2 separate regions of the Rattus norvegicus genome follow, and region 2 is linked to region 1. Evidence: chromatin contacts called from public Hi-C data. All regions are on one chromosome and are shown on one strand. Each heading gives the region's core, a stretch centred on a gene start, on an enhancer-like site or on the middle of the called end of the contact. The rest is flanking DNA. Distances are from core to core; before and after follow the strand shown.

What was found. A called contact is a pair of places that touch in the nucleus more often than the background predicts.
Region 2: a contact with region 1 is called in a Hi-C map of liver, with 2.8 times the contacts expected there. The contact joins two enhancer-like sites. A contact is called at or near these places in 2 of 12 Hi-C or Micro-C datasets (kidney and liver).

Annotation. Positions count from the first base shown.
Region 1 is chr3:30,784,152-30,789,181 of GRCr8, forward strand. Mymk (myomaker, myoblast fusion factor) reads right to left here. Exons shown (of 5, transcript NM_001399315.1): 4 at 3,366-3,482; 5 at 2,292-2,998. The coding sequence ends at 2,849. Among named protein-coding and RNA genes, the nearest start is that of Mymk, 8.7 kb to the right of the region's middle. Within about 2 kb of position 2,505, at least 3 of the 93 cell types and tissues checked have an H3K27ac peak or open chromatin away from gene starts, as enhancers often do. A contact at or near this core is called in liver, where this site is marked.
Region 2 is chr3:30,955,529-30,960,746 of GRCr8, forward strand. It overlaps Sardh (sarcosine dehydrogenase), which reads right to left. Exons shown (of 21, transcript NM_053664.3): 7 at 3,519-3,623; 8 at 2,338-2,467. Among named protein-coding and RNA genes, the nearest start is that of Sardh, 14 kb to the right of the region's middle. Within about 2 kb of position 2,968, at least 2 of the 93 cell types and tissues checked have an H3K27ac peak or open chromatin away from gene starts, as enhancers often do. A contact at or near this core is called in liver, where this site is marked.

The sequences.
Region 1 (5,030 bases), core at 1,255-3,754:
GCAGTGTGGCTTTTCAACTCCTAGGCTCACCCAGAGTAGCTGTTCTAAGCACTCTAGAGATAGGGATGTCCGGGTGTATGTTTTTGGATCTCTCTATCATGCAAGACAGGAGAGGAAGTTCTGTTCAGAGTCCTAAGTGGATGAGTGACCTTGGAAGCCCTCTTTGGCTCCATGTGCCATGACTCCCAAATTCCAAGGACATGGAGACCCTGGGATGGACAGCACCAGGGTTCAGAGTCATTGGCTTCTTGCTAAATTTAAAGTCTCGGTGGCCACTGGAGAGCATGGTGGCTCATCTCTTCCAGCCTTCCCTTCCTGACCGTGGCTGGCATCCTAAGAAGTTGGTGTAGACCTTGGAGGAAGCCATTGCTAGGTCTTCATCGTCTGTCTTGTGTCACTAGCATTCCTGGTCCTCAGTGTCCTCATCTGCAAACTGGACTCAGGACTGTGCCCAGGGCCCCTGAACAGCAGCCGAGGGGAGGCTAAGGCTACATCTGGAGCCCTAGAGCCAGGCACATGCTGCGGTGGCTAGACTAAGAGCCGGAGTGTACCTCCTAATCTTCTGTGACTTACGGACTTGGCCGGGTGCCCAGAAGGCTCTCATAAACCAGCAGCACCACCAGGGAGAGCCTGTGAGTGTGGCCCTTAGGCCGGCCACCCGTGGCCCCTCCCCACTCAAGGGCATCTTGCTGCCTCCAGTTTGCCAAGAGCGGCTGCAGAGCTGGAGGCAGGGTTGCTTGCTGGGATCGGGGGTGGGACAGAGAAGGGATGGACTGGGGACACTCTGCAGACATCTGCTTCCGGAGGGGCCCCGGACCTGGCTTGTCTCCTCTCACTTGGGATGCCCAGCTCTGACTTGGCAGTCTGTCCTCTGGAAGGCTGAGCTCCAGGATGCCCTGTGTCTTCCTGGTTGGTGCTTGGGCCCATGAGATATGTGTTTAAAGTATGTGTGTGTGTGTTGCCTGTGGGTATGTGGGGCCTGTGTGACGGGTGCCTGTGCTTGACTGGAGGCCAGACGAGGGCCGAGCAGTAAGGAGGAAGAGGCCTCCATATCTCAGAGCCTTGACTCCACTCTGTCCCTTTGCTCCCCCTTCTGGGGTTCTGTCTGTGGTCTGTTTGTTTTACTTTATTTTAGCTGTTTTAGACTCACTCATTTTTTAAGTTTTGCGTGTGGGCGTTTGTTTCCAAGTGCGCACGTGTTCCACATGTGTGCCTGGCTTGGAGGCCAGAAGAGAGATCTGATCAGATCCTCTAGAACCGGAGTTACAGATGGTTGTGAGCCACCACACGGGTGCTAGGAACTGAATCTGGATCCTCTGTAAGGGCAGCAGTAGCCATAACCACTGAGCAGTCTCTCCAGCCCTCTGCTCCTTTCCTGAGGAGTCCCAGAGCCCAGACTATGTGACCTTGTCTTTCTTACCTGATAAGGGAGGCCTAGTCCCCAGGAGCCAGGTTTGAACACTCTGAGGTGCTCTGTGATAACATGGGATGCTCTATCATTAAAAAAGGCTCTGGGGCCAGGGATGGGATGAGGCTCATGGGTAAGCTCTGTCTACCACCAGGGCCTGGAGTGATGGAGGCCTGGAAAGGGTGGGTAGAGATGCCCGAGATACAGAGAGTTGTGGGTGGTCACTATGGAGGTAGGCATCCAGGAGGCTTGGCTGGGGGGGTCAGCTGGGAAGAGAGGAACACTCAAGGCAAGCGGCAGAGCTGGCTTCCTGAAGAGGGACAGGAGGTGACTCGTGAAAGATTGCCAGCTGCCTACTGGGTGGGGACTGCATGTGGGTAGCTGCTCTGGAGGTTACACCATCTGGAAACATCAATAAGTCCCAGACAGGTGTAGGTAACTTCCTGCTGACAGCTGGGCCTTGGGTCACTGGGAAAGGGGATGCTGGGGGTGTTGGGGAGATTTAGACTTGTGAGGTGATGTCTGAGAGCTGCTCTGTGGCTGCCGTGTCCTGCCATGCCCTGACCCCCAGGCTGTCATAGACAGGACTGCCCACAGCCTAGCACCGTCCCAGTAATGCCTGGCTCAGGGGTGTTGACTGCACCCACTTTTCCTTCAGGGCCTCAGAGGAAGCTTCAGGACAGTGTAGAGTAAGCCAGCAGTATACCCTGTTTGCAGCCCAGGTACCTGGGCCAGCAGCAGACTCAGCTCTGTGTCTACCAGCCCCTGGCCTTAGGCCAGCTGCTTACTCTGAGCACAGGCACTCCTCCAAGACTAGAGCTGTCACACTCGGCACGCAGACTCGTTCCAGGAACTAGGATGTATGTCGGGTGAAGCTAACGACTAGTGACTGATCAAGAGTTTACTGTGAGTGGCTCGACCGAAAAACTGCTGAAGGGATGGGACTCAGGCAGGGGCACCAAGCCTGGGTCCAGACTGGAACTGGGCTCACTGGGTCCAGCTCCCGAAACTGGGAGCTTTCAGGGCCTGGGCAGGGGTAGAAAGGGCAATCCCAGTTTCCTAGGAAAGGCAGACAATCCTGGCAGGCAGGGCCTGGGAAATAGATAACCCGTATGCTGCTGTTGTGTACACTGCTGGGTTGTGACTTGGGGCCAATACTGACTGGCCTAGGGCTCTGCAAGGCACACCTATGGTTATGCAGCCTTGGGGGATAAAGTTCTCTCTCTTTTTTTTCCTGAATAGAGTGAAGCAACTGGTGAACACAGAATTCGTGGGTCCCTAAGCAGCACTTCGCCGACTGCAGCAGCCCTGCTGGTCTCTCGGGGTGCAGAGGAGGCCATTCCTCATGGACATTCCACTGGGAAAGTGTAGGAAGTATCCCGGGAGAGACAGCAGGGCTGCCAGACAGGAAGGCAGGGGCCTGGAGCAGGGGGGCTACTGTCAGACACAAGTGCAGCAGAGAGTGGAGAAGGTCAGCTTGGCGGGGTCCCCTGCGTTCCCAGCCTTCTTGTTGACCTTGGGCAGCAGCAGGACGAAGGACATGGCCAGGGCGCAGTGGTAGAAGCTGTGAACGTAGGTGTAATCCCATTCCTGTGGAGGAGAACGAGTCAGTCAGGGCCTCTACCCCTTCCCTAAACTCAGCCATCTGGTGCCTCTGCCAGTCGTCCCACCCCGAGAATACAGCAGAACGGCTTGCTGCTCTCCTCTGTTCCCTGTCCCCTGGTGCTGGGAACAAGCTCCTGGTTACTTCTGCACACGCATGCATCTTGGGTGAAGGCTTCCTAAAGTCTGCAGGGCCTGACTTGTCCACACAGGCTATGATGCTGGAACACTGGGGATGGTGAGTACCATCTTCAACAGCACAGAATCTACAACTTGGGGCCTCCACGTGAAGACAGCCTGCTCTCCTCCCTGCTAAACCCAGAAGGCTTGTTCCCCTCCCCCACAGGCCAGGTACCTCAAAGAAGAAGCGAAGCATCAGGGCCAGGGCCCCAAAGCAGAGGCCGGGACCTATCTGCTGGGTGTAGATGCTCTTGTCAGGGTACAGACCCTTCTTCTCTTTCATCTTCTTCAGCTGCAGGCACAAGGTGGGAACATCAAGGTTCTTGGGGAGCAGTACAGGAAAGGATCCCTCCATGGGTTGTCTGGGCACGATCCCACTGCTGTCTTCTACCACCCCCATCCCTCTGTATGACTGAGTGATAGGCCTTGGAATCTCTGGGCCAATTTTCCCTGGCCCCACCACTGCCCTTGTGAGGTGGTCGTTGACACTTCAGTGGCAAATATGAGCAGCTTTACCAGCTGAGGGGTCTCCTTCCACTAACCGTGGCTTTGCAGGCCCCGAGGCCTTACGTGAGGGTCCGGTGTGTGCTCGAGCTTGGTAAGGTGAGGTGTTACATGGGAAAGATGGGTTGCCCTGTGGGTTCCTCACTGGAACGCACACCCTTGGGGCCCAAAGGTATTTTAGACTCAGAATTGTCCAGGTGAAAGCGGGGAAGGTCGTTATTAATACAGCTCAGGTGCGCACAGTGGGCACAGGACAGCGGCCCTGACTGCACACCTCACTAAATGCATTGCAAACACAAAGGCCTTCAGTGACCTCATCGTGCAAACCAGGGCAACCTTTGCCACTCTGAGGGAAGGTAAGGTGCTGTCTTCAAGTGTTCTAAAACTTGCCATCACTTAACAGGAGTAGAGGTCCCAGGGAACTGTGTCGGTGCCATGGGTACAGCCAATTCGCCCGACTGTGGGCAGTGTGGCCGTCAATCTCACAGTTCTAACATTGGGGCCCCAGAGAGGGGAAGGAAAGTGAAGATCACTCATGGGGAACCCCTATTTTCCATTTCACTCAGCATCTTCTCCCCAACTAAGAAGTAAGTCGAAGCCACCGGCACATCTAAGGTCTAGGAGATGGGCTCTGTGCCCCAGGTGTGGGTGGCTGCGGCCTCTCACTCCCATTCTCACCAGAGACCTGGGAAGGTCGGCGTTTAGTGGGGGACACCGGCCCATGTATGCTATCCTGGCTAATTAAAACCCAGTCAGCAGGACGAGGAGGCAGCTCTCCAATGAAGCCTTTGTGTTTATGCATTCCAGCTTGTTAACGAACCGTTCGGAACCCCAACACCTCGGCCCCCAGGGTCAGACAGGGCCAGCTCCAGGCCCTCGAACTGGAGTGGGGTGGAAGCTTCTCCCCCTGCAAAGTCAAATGCAGCTGCCATTGCCTCCTGGGGCTCCAGGTTAGGCTGCGGGGCTCAGTGCACTTCAGGCCCATCCTTAGCCTAAGTCAGAATAAGCCTGTGCTCCTCAGAGACCACAGGAGTAGGACATGGCCTGGAAGCTTCCCGCCTGACTTTACCTGTCCCAACTTGGCTGAAGATGGACCGGAGGTCCCCCGTCCCCCAGCACCGCGTGTCCTGATCTGCCCTGCTATAGCTGTACTTCCGGGAAACTCTGCGATCCCAAGTGGTGTTTCCTGTGTAAGGTAGCAGAGGGTCTCGGGCTAGAGGCTGCTGTCTGCTTGGTCTGAAGCCTGCTGGCTTGGAAGGTCTGTGTTTTGGGCCTAACTGCTCCGGGTAGAGCTCAGGAAGCATCCCTAGGTCTATCCTGCTATTGGGAGCCTTGT
Region 2 (5,218 bases), core at 1,718-4,217, 170 kb after region 1:
CCAAGTATGAGCTCAGCATACAGCTCAAGGTTCCATATCGGCTCTGCACGTGTTCCGAAAGGACTTAGCGTGTGAATGAGCACACTCTGAGACAGGGCTGAAAGCCAAGCAGACCTGGGTGAGCCAACTGAATACAGTGGAGATCTCTGAGATGCTACACTGAGAAGTCCACAGGGAAGTGGAAGAATTATGTCCGCAGGGACAATGGCCTTTGGCCCTCCTAGTTGAAGGCCTCACTGAGGGGAAGAAGGCCTGTGATGGAGCTGTGTGAGGCTGGACTATGTGAGTGAGTGAGGGTGGGGCAGCCATCTGAGTAGGACCACGTTGGCTGGACCACATTGGCTGGAGAAGGTGACGAGAGCTATGCCCAGGTCTAAAAAGACAAAAGAGGAGTCCCAGGTAGGTCTGTGGGTGCTGGGGGTAGACCTTTAGTCAGAGGGGCGGGTGTGGAGTACAGGCTCCCTTAGATTTTTAATGTGGGCAAGTCGGAGAAACTTAAGGATCCTGGAACACCCAACAGCGTGGTAGAAATACGTTTACCACTTTGGCTCTGAATTCTCAGCCTAAGCCAGTGAACTCCATCTGCCCCAAACCTCCCCAAAGTCTAGGACTAGGACATCTCCGATTTCTGGAGGCCCAAGCCTCTGAGCTGTCTGGCAAGGAGAAAAGCAATCCCACCCCCATCCCTAAACCTACCCCACTTCTAAGAGACCAGACCCAAGTTGTCTTTGCAAGCATACTTCCCCAAAATAGGGCCCCATGGGGGAGTGACAGTTTCCAGGCTAATTAGACAAAGAGAGCCGCTGGGGACATTCATGCCCCCTGGGATTCTTCCTGTGTTTCTCACCATCGGTCCCACTCTGGCTGAGCAGGGACATGAGTCACAGCCAGTCACAGCCCTCGCCCACATCCCAGATAAGGCGTGCTCTCAGCCTGCTCATGGGGGCTAGCTGCCGGCTCCATCTGGCCTTCCCAGGGCTGCACCCGGTGCTACAAACTGAGCTGGCTGCTCTGTAGTCACCAAGGACTCCCAGACAGTGAGGGCTGGACTCCCCAGAAGGCCACAGCACCCTCCATCTGGGACCCTTCATTTCTCCTGAGATGGCCTGGCCACTTTGCCCCCATGGAAGTCCCTTGGCCTCCAGGTTCCCCTTTCATCCATAAGCCTTTGCTACCAGCTTGGCTCCAGCCTGTGACTTCTTAGCCCTATGCTACCTCTGTTGAGCAGTGTTCTGTCCCTACCTCCCAGGTTCCCACACCTGGATAGCTCAGCCTATCAAGCTGAAGACAGTTTCCTTTTGGGCTATCCTGTATCTCTCTGAGTTTGACTTTCAAGTCCGCCCTATGGTAAGGAGGAAACACACTGCTGAGATTCTGCTGAGACTACTTCTACCCAGCCACGTGTAAGTTCCACCTCAGCCCAGTGCTGACTGGCTCTGTGATGGCTGACACTGATCTAGAATTACCCAGGAGGCTAGCCGCTCAACTGAGTGGAATTAGGTTAGCTTCGAGGCATGCCCGTGAGAGAGTGGGGAAGACTCCTCTGCCAGGCTGAGAACCCTTTCCCAAGAAAAGAATTGACTCTGGTAAGAAAGAGTTCACACCCTTAGGTGTGCAGGGCTGCAGGGCCGCACCACACTTATCCCAGGGTTGGCTGCCTGAGTCTCACACTGTATGCATCAGACTACAGGGTGAGCATGGACAACTTTCCAGATTACCTCCTTTCTAGGATCTTCTCTCTGGGGTGGAGCCTGGGGTGCCCTATGAACAGCAGCTACTCTGTTGATAACCTAAAGAGAAAGGGTCTGGGAGCTAAACTCATCCTTCTTCTCAGCCTCCTGGAGACCAGAGAGGAGACAGGGGCTTGGGAACTCCTGGCCAGAAATCTCTCCACGCCCAGCCCAACTCTAACCCTACAGAGTTCTGGCTACCCAAGAACAGTGGTTGGGACCCTGGTTGGGGAAGTGAGGACTGGGGTGGGGTGCAGAGCTCGGGGTTCCACCCGGTGATCACTGCACTAGAGACAGAGTTAGTCTTCCTGTCTTTTCTCTGCCTCACATGGTGCTAGGACAGGATCCTACGTTCCCATTTTACAGACAAGAACCCCATGTTCGGGGGACGAATGGGGTCTAGAGTCTCATTGTGGAGGTCAGAGAGTCATGGGCTTCATGCCACGGATATATTGCTGTCCTTGCTTGTCAGGTTTTCTTCTAGAGAGGAAAATTAAGAGCCACCTAGCTAAGCCCATGTAACATGAGACAGGTCCCTCTCAGGAAGGTGCTGGCATCCAGACTGACTGAAGGACGCCTCTGCTCTGGGCTCAGCTTCCCCACTCACCAGGGCCACAGACAGTGGACTTGATCCCCGTTTTCTCCAACACGGGGACACGGTTAATGGCACCTTCAATGTGCTGAGTGAACACATCCCAGTCCAGGTCAAAGAGGCCAAAGGCAAATTTGTCTGACACCTACAAAGGAAGCACAGAGAATCTGTCAATCAGCCCGGAGAAAAGCACTGATCCAGTCCAGGCCCACCTACGGCACAGCTCCAGCCCCTAGTCAGGTAAGGAACCAGGTCAGACGAGACAGAGGATGGGATTTACCTGTGGGCTCTCAATCCACCCACTCCCCCTCCTTCCTGGTTTCACCCCACCTAGTTTTCCTGGACTGTTTCTGTAGTTTCCAACTGGGCTCCAGCTTCCTGCCTCTAACCCATTCTCTCAAACCATACAGTGACCCACCCTTCTCTGGAGCATCTAATGGCTCCCAGTTACCTACCACAACTGCTCAAAACCCTCCATGTTCCCGCCTTCCTAACCACTCCCCTGTCCTCGGCCTTCTGACAACCTTTCTGATTTTTAGAAAGCAAGCACAGCCAGTCATGGTACCACACACCTTTAATCCAAGCACTCAGGAGGTACCGGGAGTTCAAGGTCAGCCTGGTCAATATAGTGAGTGCCGGGATAGTTAGAGTTACACAGAGAGACCTTGCCAAGGTAGGTGAGGGTGACTTATCTCGGGACAAGCTGGAGCTGCTCCTAGACCACCACAACCTTGGCAACTGGCCATCTAGCCAACCTGTGCCTTTAACCTGACCTCTCTGACAATCCACAGCCTACTAACTACACTTGGGGTGCAGTCTCCACCACATTGCACTACTCAACCCTGTGAACTTTTGTTTGACTCCCTACCTCTGGGCGGCTAGTCCCCCCCGCCCCGCCTAGAATCGCCCTCTAGTCATTCTGTTTGTGGACATCTGGATAGGACAGCCATGTTGTCCCCTAAATTGTCCTCCAGCCCTGAGGCTCCACTGTGGCCTTGGAGAGGGGCAAGAGGGGCAGCAAGGGCTGGGTGGTTTCTAAGTTCTTCTAGAGTCCCAGCTTTGCCTCATGCTGAGGTGGGCAGCAATTCCAACCTGGCTTCTGGTATACCTGAGCGCCAGCTCTCAGAAGCTCTCAAGTTGGGTGGGGCCAAGGCAGCTCTGTCTTTCCACCGTGGGACTCTTGGGGGTGGTCTTACCTCATCCCAAAAGATGGGGTTGGCCTCATAGCCACCCACAGACAAGGCATCCCCCTGCAGGCGGAGGTAGACAGAAGCATCATGATCCCGGACATTGGGCATGTTCTGGAAGGCAAAGCAGAGAGGCCACAGGCTTCAAGCAGCCCTGTTGCACTGGCCCCCATGCCCTGGGGCAGGCCCAGCTCTGGGTGGACCTGTGGACCTTCTCCTGCACTGGAGATGAGTAGGGAAGGAGACAGGCAGAGACAGACAGGAGCTCCTCAAAGAGGCCCTGTTCGTTTGTGAGGAGTAATCAAAGTGTCCGAGTTAAGGACTGATTTCAGAAGCACAGTCATATTTTCAGTAACTAGATAATAACAGTCAGCCCTGCCAGGACCATCACCCGCAGCAGCAACACTCCAAAGAGAAAGGAATCCCAGAGCAAAATAGCACAGGATTGTGGAGACCCCTGGCGGCCAGGGAAGCCCATGCCTCCAGCCCAGCAGGATGGTACCCTGGCCCTCGGAACTGCCTCTCCCAGGCCCCAGCAAGGGCTAGGCTCAACACACACATGTGCACGTGCACATGCACATGTGCGCATGCACGCTCGCACGCACACACACACTCATACACATACACACACTCATACATACCATACACACTCAAACACATACACACACACTCACACACAGACACACACACACAGACACACACACACTCACACACACAAAAACATACAAACACACACACACACACAAATAAAAATAAGTAAATAAATTTTAAAATGTGATGAAAATGTTAATAAAGGAAAGGGAGCCCCGGGCTTAGATCTGTGACTGCACTCAGTAGGTTGAATGAGAAGATGTGACTTCTAATCCCCAGTCCCTCTCAGGCCTGTGCTTGGCATCTGCACAGGGTAAGCATCTCCTGCAGAAGCAGGTAGAAGGAGGATAAAAATGTAAGACGGAGAGAACCATACCCTGAACAGGCCGTCCCTTGGCCACAAGGAGGTCAGGGCAGAGCTGGCTGGGACCAGGGCAGCTTCTCAAAGCTGGGAGATCTCTTAGCTACCATAGAAGATGGGCGCCCAAGCCTTGATTGAGCCCTTGCCTATACCCAGCACCTGATGCTATGGGAAGACAGTCTCCTGCAGACCATGACTGCCGCATCCGGGGAGCTTCCTCAGCTGAAACGGGCAAGAGGACACACGATACAAACCCCAGAGCACGTCCTAGCCTTAGGACTCTCCTCAGCACAGAGTGGGACCACAGCAGTGGAAGCAAGACCGAGGCTTGGCTCTGCCTCCTGCCTAGCTAGCCCCAGCACTAGGTGGGGCTAACCTCATAGAGCCTTCTCTATGGGGGGATGGGGCCTGAGAACTCTCTCATCACACCAGACTGTAACCTGCAATGTTGAAGCACTGGGAATGGTGGCCCCCGTCCATGTACATATCTACAGGCACTCGGGGACCTTGTGGCATGGCTCTGACTTTGAGATTCAAGGGAGGGAGATAGCCAGCTGCAGGGGAGCATTTGAAGAAGCTAGCTAGGAGTGAGGTGTGGTGCCCCTCGGTGGACATCCTGTGGAACCCAAGACACATCCACTGCTTCCCCACTTACACCGCAGACTCTCCTGGAGCCCCTTCATGGTCAGAGAGTGACCCCTGGTGGCCACCTGAGGAGTGGGCGGTCCCCATAGCTCTGAACTTCGGTAAGGGGTCA